Linked DNA regions of Mus musculus: region 1 is linked to region 2. A link is a contact called in public HiChIP or PLAC-seq data. All regions are on one chromosome and are shown on one strand. The core of a region is the stretch at or near the end of the contact, and the rest is flanking DNA. Distances in the headings are between cores, read along the strand shown.

What was found. HiChIP or PLAC-seq counts read pairs in DNA pulled down with a chosen protein or histone mark.
Region 1: an H3K27ac HiChIP or PLAC-seq map of microglia shows a contact between it and region 2, with 5 times the contacts expected there. The contact joins two enhancer-like sites. A contact is called at or near these places in 5 of 115 datasets of contacts at active chromatin or transcription factors (embryonic stem cells, memory CD8 T cells and microglia).

The regions. Positions count from the first base shown.
Region 1 is chr4:150,047,170-150,050,542 of GRCm38.p6, reverse strand. It overlaps Gm13067 (a long non-coding RNA gene), which reads right to left. Exons shown (of 7, transcript XR_390962.2): 6 at 1,278-2,864. Among named protein-coding and RNA genes, the nearest start is that of Gm13067, 19 kb to the right of the region's middle. Within about 2 kb of position 1,657, at least 185 of the 459 cell types and tissues checked have an H3K27ac peak or open chromatin away from gene starts, as enhancers often do. A contact at or near this core is called in microglia, where this site is marked.
Region 2 is chr4:149,888,252-149,891,716 of GRCm38.p6, reverse strand. No RefSeq gene overlaps it. Among named protein-coding and RNA genes, the nearest start is that of Gm13070, 13 kb to the left of the region's middle. Within about 2 kb of position 1,611, at least 136 of the 459 cell types and tissues checked have an H3K27ac peak or open chromatin away from gene starts, as enhancers often do. A contact at or near this core is called in microglia, where this site is marked.

The sequences.
Region 1 (3,373 bases), core at 408-2,907, 160 kb before region 2:
ATCTGACATCCTAAGCTACCCCCAAACATCACATACTATCTTCTCCTCCTTTTAAGCTTTAATCCAGTGGGGCCTGCCAATCACCCAGCCAGAAGTCTACCCCTGCCCCTCCCACATCCAGGAAACTGGATTCTCCTGAAGACAGGCCAAGAAGAAAGAGAAATAATTATCCCCTTGATGAAAGGATGCCCTCGTCCTTCCTGGAAACACCTCCCTCCAAGCAGCCAGAGAGAGCGAGCGAGCTTCCTCCATCTCACAAGGCTTCTGAGCATGGATGGCCCTGCAGGCTCTGCCTGCTCTGCTTTCTGAGTCCCAACTCACACCTCCTCTTTCTTGGTCACCTTTTCTCTTGGTTACTGACTGCGGCTCAAGCCTGCTTTCTGGCACCCTGGGCCTTCTTGCACTCTTTCTCTGAAATCTTCCACCCCTGCCACACAGCTGCTTGCCCACCTCCATTGCAAAAGGCATGGCTTTCTCTTCTTCTCTCCCGTGTCCTCTTCCCAGGGCCCTCGGCAACACGTGCTGCTTGCCTGACACGTTGTTTTCTCTCACATCCTAATAAACTTGTCCTTGAGCTGCCTTGGGGGGGGGGGGGGGGGGACGGGACGGGACTCGGACGGACCTGGGTTGGCCCCTGCTACACGGAGTACAATAAAGCTTTCAGGCTAGGCAGAGCCCCTGCCAGCAGGGGCACTCTCACCCACCCCGGGGGAAACCCCTCTGCTTCAACGTTAGAATAGGAATCTATGTGCAGGAGGCTGAGGCGGGAAATGCCTTGAGCTCAAGACTAGCTTGGGCTACACACTACATTGTCACACACACACACACACACACACACACACACACACACACACACACTTTCAGAACACAGCTTTAGTGACCCAAGCACTTTTTTTTCCTGCCTAATAAATTTCTCAGTACAAGTCTGGGTGGCAGGGTCAGTGCCCCCATTTATGGGTGGGAAAGAGGACCTGGGAGTCGTCAGCTTTAGCCCAACTCCCAGATTGGTGAGCACAGCCCAAAGGCGTCAGAGCCTTCTTCACGCCCAACAAAGATCAAAGAAGAAAAAAATCGGCCCAAGCAAAACTCCCCCAAAGGAACCCTTTCTCTCCAGAGATGATGATATCAAAGGACATTTTGTTACTTCTTGGAAATTCTTCGCCTTCCCAGGGCTGCACAACCCAGCAGTTCTCTGTAATTACCACTCAAGTACTCGGCCTAGTTCCCGACTCCTTCGCACACTTTCCCACAGACAAGCACACCGGCTCAGTGTTTACCTGGGCTCCACGGCGAGCAGGTGCGCAGACCCCGGGCCCCAGTAGCCCCCGGCCGTGGCTTCCAGGTTCTGGCAACGTCTCCCAAAGCCCCCAATCTGTGCAGTTACCGAGGGGAGCAGCCCTTCTCTGAACAAGTCCAGGCAAGCCCAGGCACAGCCCCTGCTCGATCCTCCTCCAGGCTGCCGGGATGGAAGCCGCGTCTTTCCAGCCAGGCTTCGCCGGAGTTGGAATCGCTTTAAATGGTCGGTATGGCCACATCTCTGTCACCTGGGAAGAAAAAGTGGGTCAAGGTGGGCGAAAGGCCGGGCGCGTGAGGGCGGTGCCAGCGAGCACTGCGGACGCCCGGGTCACGCTGGTCTATGCGTTGGCCAGGCGGGGAATAGGGAGGGGTAGGGGGAGGTGGCCGGACACCGTAAGGGCACCGAGCAGCCAGGCCGGGGTCCTATCGCGCAGGTTGCAGACATTGGGTCCCGCACCTCCGCCTCTGCTCTGCCCGGGTCCGCTCTTCCCCCAGCGAGAGCTCAGAGTTTGCGCAGCGTCCCTTGTCTCGCTCGCTGCCTAGTTTCAGGGCGCACCACCCTAAGGCTGATGCATGCACCCCGGGCCATCGCGATTCTTCCGGGTACCCCCTCGCCTCTCCGCAATGAGACCGAAACCTGAGTGGGCCTATAACAAGCAAATAGAAACCACAGGGACACGCAACACGCTACTCAGCCCGCAGGATAGCGCCCTAGGGAGAGGTCAGAAAAGTTCCACGTCCAGATCACTTAAATATGGAAGCGTCTTCTCTGAGCCATTGCCACCTCAGAGTGTTTCGGGTGTCCCTCGTAGCCCCAGGTTTTCATGCCAGGAACAAGCACCCTGCCGTGGCCCTGTGTCCTTTCTCCAACTCACCGTGTCTCCAAGTTGTGGCGCTGCGGGATTTTGTGTCGACCCAGCTCCGTAGGTCTTAAAACTCGGTGAGCCGGTCCCAGGAGTGAGGGAGACTTGCTGGGCGCATGGCGCTCTTGAGCCGGGAGCGCAGGGCAAGAGACCTCGAGTGGGGCAGGGCTTTTGTACAAACTTAGACTGAAGTACCGAGCAGAGAGCTGCAGGGAGGAGCCTGGGCAGCGAGCCAGGCACGCGCCTCCCATTTCTCACGCTTTCTTCTCTATCCAGGGCAGCCGGCACAGGACCCCCTTGTGGGTTAGTAGAGAGGCTCGGTGTGCACAGCCCTGAAGACCACCTTGCCCTGTGGGAAAGGGGACTCCACCTATGATTATGTCCCCTGCTAGTATGGATCTCCGGCTCAGCCAGGATGCTCCAGAGACAAACTGCCCTCGGCTCCATTGTGACACAGGCTCTATGTCTCCGTCCTGGGTGGTTAGTTATATGTCAGAAATCCCTTCATCAGCTGCAAACTCACACCCGTGCACGTCATCTCCAGTCCTCCACGCGCTTGGAATTCACACTTCAGCAGGGTCCCCGTGAGAGTGAGCGCCAAGCACAGCCGTGAGACTGAAGCGGTCCTGGGTCACCAGAGCAAAATTCTCTGCATCAAGAGGGAGAGACTCGATTCCTCCAACACGGAAGGGAAAGGGAGTTCTTCTGAGGAAGAGAGAGGCAAACACTGGCCCAGCATGCAAGGACCCTTGGGCAGTGGCCTCACCTCCCCGTTTTGCAGAAGGAAATGTCTGGGCATGAGCCTGTGCATTCTCTTTCCCCAGACTTGTAGTATCTGGGAGGTCTCAAGAGACCTAGAGTGAGCCCATGGCAGGCACAGATGAACAGCTCTACCAGGCAGGCCCAGCCATTGCAAGGTGGGTAGGAATTCCACACCATCACTCTCACTGCAAGAGCCCAATCTTTGAAGAGCTTCAGGGTCTCTGTAAAAGGAGGCTGGTGGGCTCTGGAGGCTGCCCTCAGTAAGGTCTTTCTTTCTTCCTTCCTTTTCTTTTCTTTTCTTTTCTTTTCTTTTCTTTTCTTTTCTTTTCTTTCTTTCTTTCTTTCTTTTTTTTTTTTTTTTTCGAGACAGGATTTCTCTGTATAGCCCTGGCTGTCCTGGAACTCATGCTGTAGACCAGGCTGGCTTTGAACTCAGAAATCCACCTGTCTCT
Region 2 (3,465 bases), core at 362-2,861:
CCTGGCCTTGCTCAGCATCTCTGAGAATGCAAGCGGTTCCAGGTTCCAGCTCAGCCCCTCCCTCTGTTTTTACACCTGTCTTCTTAGAACACTTGTCATCAGGGGCCCAAGAGAGCTGATCTCAAGTCCTGGACTCAATGGCATTCCCCAGAGAAAGTCACATTCTTTTGGGGTTCAGGTCTCAAAACACAGACACATCACTTGAGGCCACCATGCAGATCTCCACTGCATCTTAAGGACAAAGTTCCTGAGGTGGCTGAGAGGACTTTTCCAACAGAAGCCCATGAGAAATGCAGCCCAGGCTAGCCCATGGGGGCTGCTGCCACACAGAGTTCTCAGTCATCACTGGTTACGTTGTCCTCTCTCCCTGGCCACTTACCTAAAGGCTAGTCCTCCGACACCAGGTTTCTGTGTGCTTGACCCATATTCCCTGGGAGGAACCCAGGGCAGACTCAATGTCGTAGGTCCAGGATCCAGTTACAAATCTTTTACTGTACACTTCAGTGCGTGCTAATATAGATGCTGTCTCCCCTCTGACCTACTATACTATCACGGTCTAGAAAGGATGAGCACCAATCAGAGAGGTCCCTGGAAACAGAGGTTGAGCCTGAGTGAGACATCACATCTTAAGGGTCAAGTTCCCTATGGGACCTCAAGAGGTCTTCTTCCCTCCACCCTACCCCCCACCCCTGTCTGATGGCACAAGGATGCCAACGGACCCCTGCAGCTTTTCCTGGAGGGCTGCGTGAATTGGTCCTACAAGGACATGGAATGTGAATCCCGAGCTACTGGGAGACAGGAGTTGCAGCTGGTGCCATGCCAAACTGGGGTGCCGTGGTCAGTCGTCACAGTCCTCTGTGCGCATGGTTTGATTTACAGGAGGCCGAGAGCAGCTCCAACTGCAGACAGAAAACTATTTGAAGCAGCTGCCAGATGTTGTGTCTGAGCTGGGTTTTACAACTTGCTTACTGGTGAACAGCCACCTCCTGCTGGAGTTCAGCTTGCCCCAGTGGGTTTGGGCCCTGGCGCCAACCCCACAAGCCTGTCTTTTCAGCTGCCTGAAGGCTCGCTCCTGTTTAGCAGGAATCTTGTTGGGACGTTGAGGGGGAGCCAGGCTGGGAGCCCAGTTTCCAAAGCATCCCACCTTCCTGAGGAGGTCCTGAGGGTCTGACTTCAGGATTTCTCTCAGAAGCTCTAAGAACGCTCTGGAATGCCTGTCTGAGCTCAAGCACTTGGGGTGTGGCCTGAGAGATGTATGTACCGAGTATGACTTTTTTGTCTTTCTTGTTCTGTGTCCTGGTCTCTCCCGCTTTAGCCATCTGACCCCAAAGGCACAGAGGACGAGGGCTGGGACCAAAAGCTCAGCCAAGAGCTTCTAGAAGGTTCCTAACATTGTGCACGAGAGAGGGAGGTACTAGTGAGTACAGCCTGTCTGTGGATGCCGCAGTGTTGAGCCAAGACAGCCCTAAAGGGTGGTCAGGATTTTCCCTAGCATGAGACTACTGGAGTTCACTGGAAGTTAGAACACATTTCTAGCCCTCCCTGTGGCAAGGGACTCGGGACTCCAGGCTCATGATCACTTCCTGGGGCTGTGAAGCAGAGCTGAGTGTGACAGGGAAAGGGGCGGGGAGGAGGAAGGAGACGCGTGATTAATCTTGTTGCCTGTGAAAGCATGCCTGTGTCCGTCCAGGAATCCTGGCCGAGGGCCGCCAGAGTGGACAGAGTGTTCAGTCCCCTCCTGAAAGCGCCAGCGATGTTTTGTCCGCCGGGAAGGAAAACACCCTTTGCCTAAGCTAGAACTTGGCTCTGCCTCCGGGAGACGCCTGGGAGGCCTCCTTCTGAGAGGAGTGTAGTTGAGGACTAGAGGGTTTTGAGAGCCCTGCTTCTCTGAGGTGCCAGGGGTGCCCTCTAGCCTCAGGACCGCCCCTCTGTGATCTTGCCCAGCTACTCCCCCACCCAACCCCCCTTTTTTTTTCCTTCTGCAATAAGAAAAAAGAAAAAAGTTCCCAATGGTTCATCTCTCCCAAAAACCTGTGTTACCCGCCCAAAAATGATGGCGGAACTTAAGACATTCCCAGGCTGGCCCACATCAGGCACAGTGACCCTGCAGAAGTATAGGGACTCAGGCCCAAGATCATACGTCTGGGGTTTGGACTCAACATCTGTGAATGTGGCCCTGTCAGCTGCCCAGGTAGCCTGACTGTGCCTTCTGTGATTGGGAATAATAATAACTTTGAACCAAGCTCATGCTATTACCAAGATCAAAGGCAGTGTGAGTGAGGAGATATGACCAGAAGCCCAAGAAGCCATGCATATACGCACGCACGCACGCACGCACGCACGCACGCACGCACGCACGCATGCCCTAGAATCATTACCCATTTATTTACGGGGCAGTGGGAAAGAGACGCCTCCTAGCAATCCCTACTGCTGCCAGACAGCCCCTCCCTCTGGCTCAGCACTTCCTCCTGGGTCCTTAGCAGCCCTTCAGGAAGCTGATGGTCTCTTTGAGCATGCCCCCCCCCCGCCCCCACTTCCTGAAAGGATGGATTTGGCTGCAGGTGTCACTTCCTTCAAGGGAAGCCATGCAGCAGCCCAGCCCAGACTCACCCTGAGAACATGCCGGCCTCCTATGAAGGCTCAGAGGCCAGGGTTCCTGTCAGGATAGCCTATAAAATGTTGCCAAAGACCCCAGACTAATGGAGTCCCATTAGACCCAAACAGGTCTTGGCCCCATTGCCTGTGCCAGACGCACGTGGACACTGAATAGAGACCCAGAAAACCTGAGGTTCAACGGGAGGACACGAACTGGCAGACACGGGGCAGGGGCTGCAGGGGAGAATGTGGTGGACCCTCCCAGGCATCCTGGGCAGGGATGTCCTAGGGGCATTGGGAAGGATGAGTAGGAGGGTTCCAGAAAGGAAAGTAAGCCCATTTATGTAGGTTTCTAAATACAACTGGTTGTTCTGAGTAGCTCTTTGTAAAACAATAGAGTCCAGGGTTCAATTGGCTTTGTGGTAGACATAGAGGTCATAGTTAGTGATGGTGGTGGTGATGGAGATGGTGGTGAAGATGATGATGATGGTGATGATGACAGTGATGGTGATAGAGATGGAGATGGTGCTGGTGGTGGTGGTGATGTCATCCAAGCACATGTGTCTGTAGCCCACAGAAAGCTCTGTGAAGAGTCTTAGAAGCCCAGGTAGTCTCTGGGGCCCAGTCCATCCAGTTTCTGGCTTTCTGAGATGAACCCCTTCAGAGCAACTCTCTTGAGGAAGGCCCTGGATTCCTTCCCTATTCTGCATCTGGTCCTTTTCCACTGGGGATCCCGGGGCAGTCATGAGTCAGGCCAGCAAGACTGCTGTCACACAGTGGGGCATGGGTTCAGGATAGTAGCACCCCACCGGCTCTTGCATGGCCGAGAGCCTGTGGAAAGTTTTTTCCTGAAGTGACCCCACGGGACTA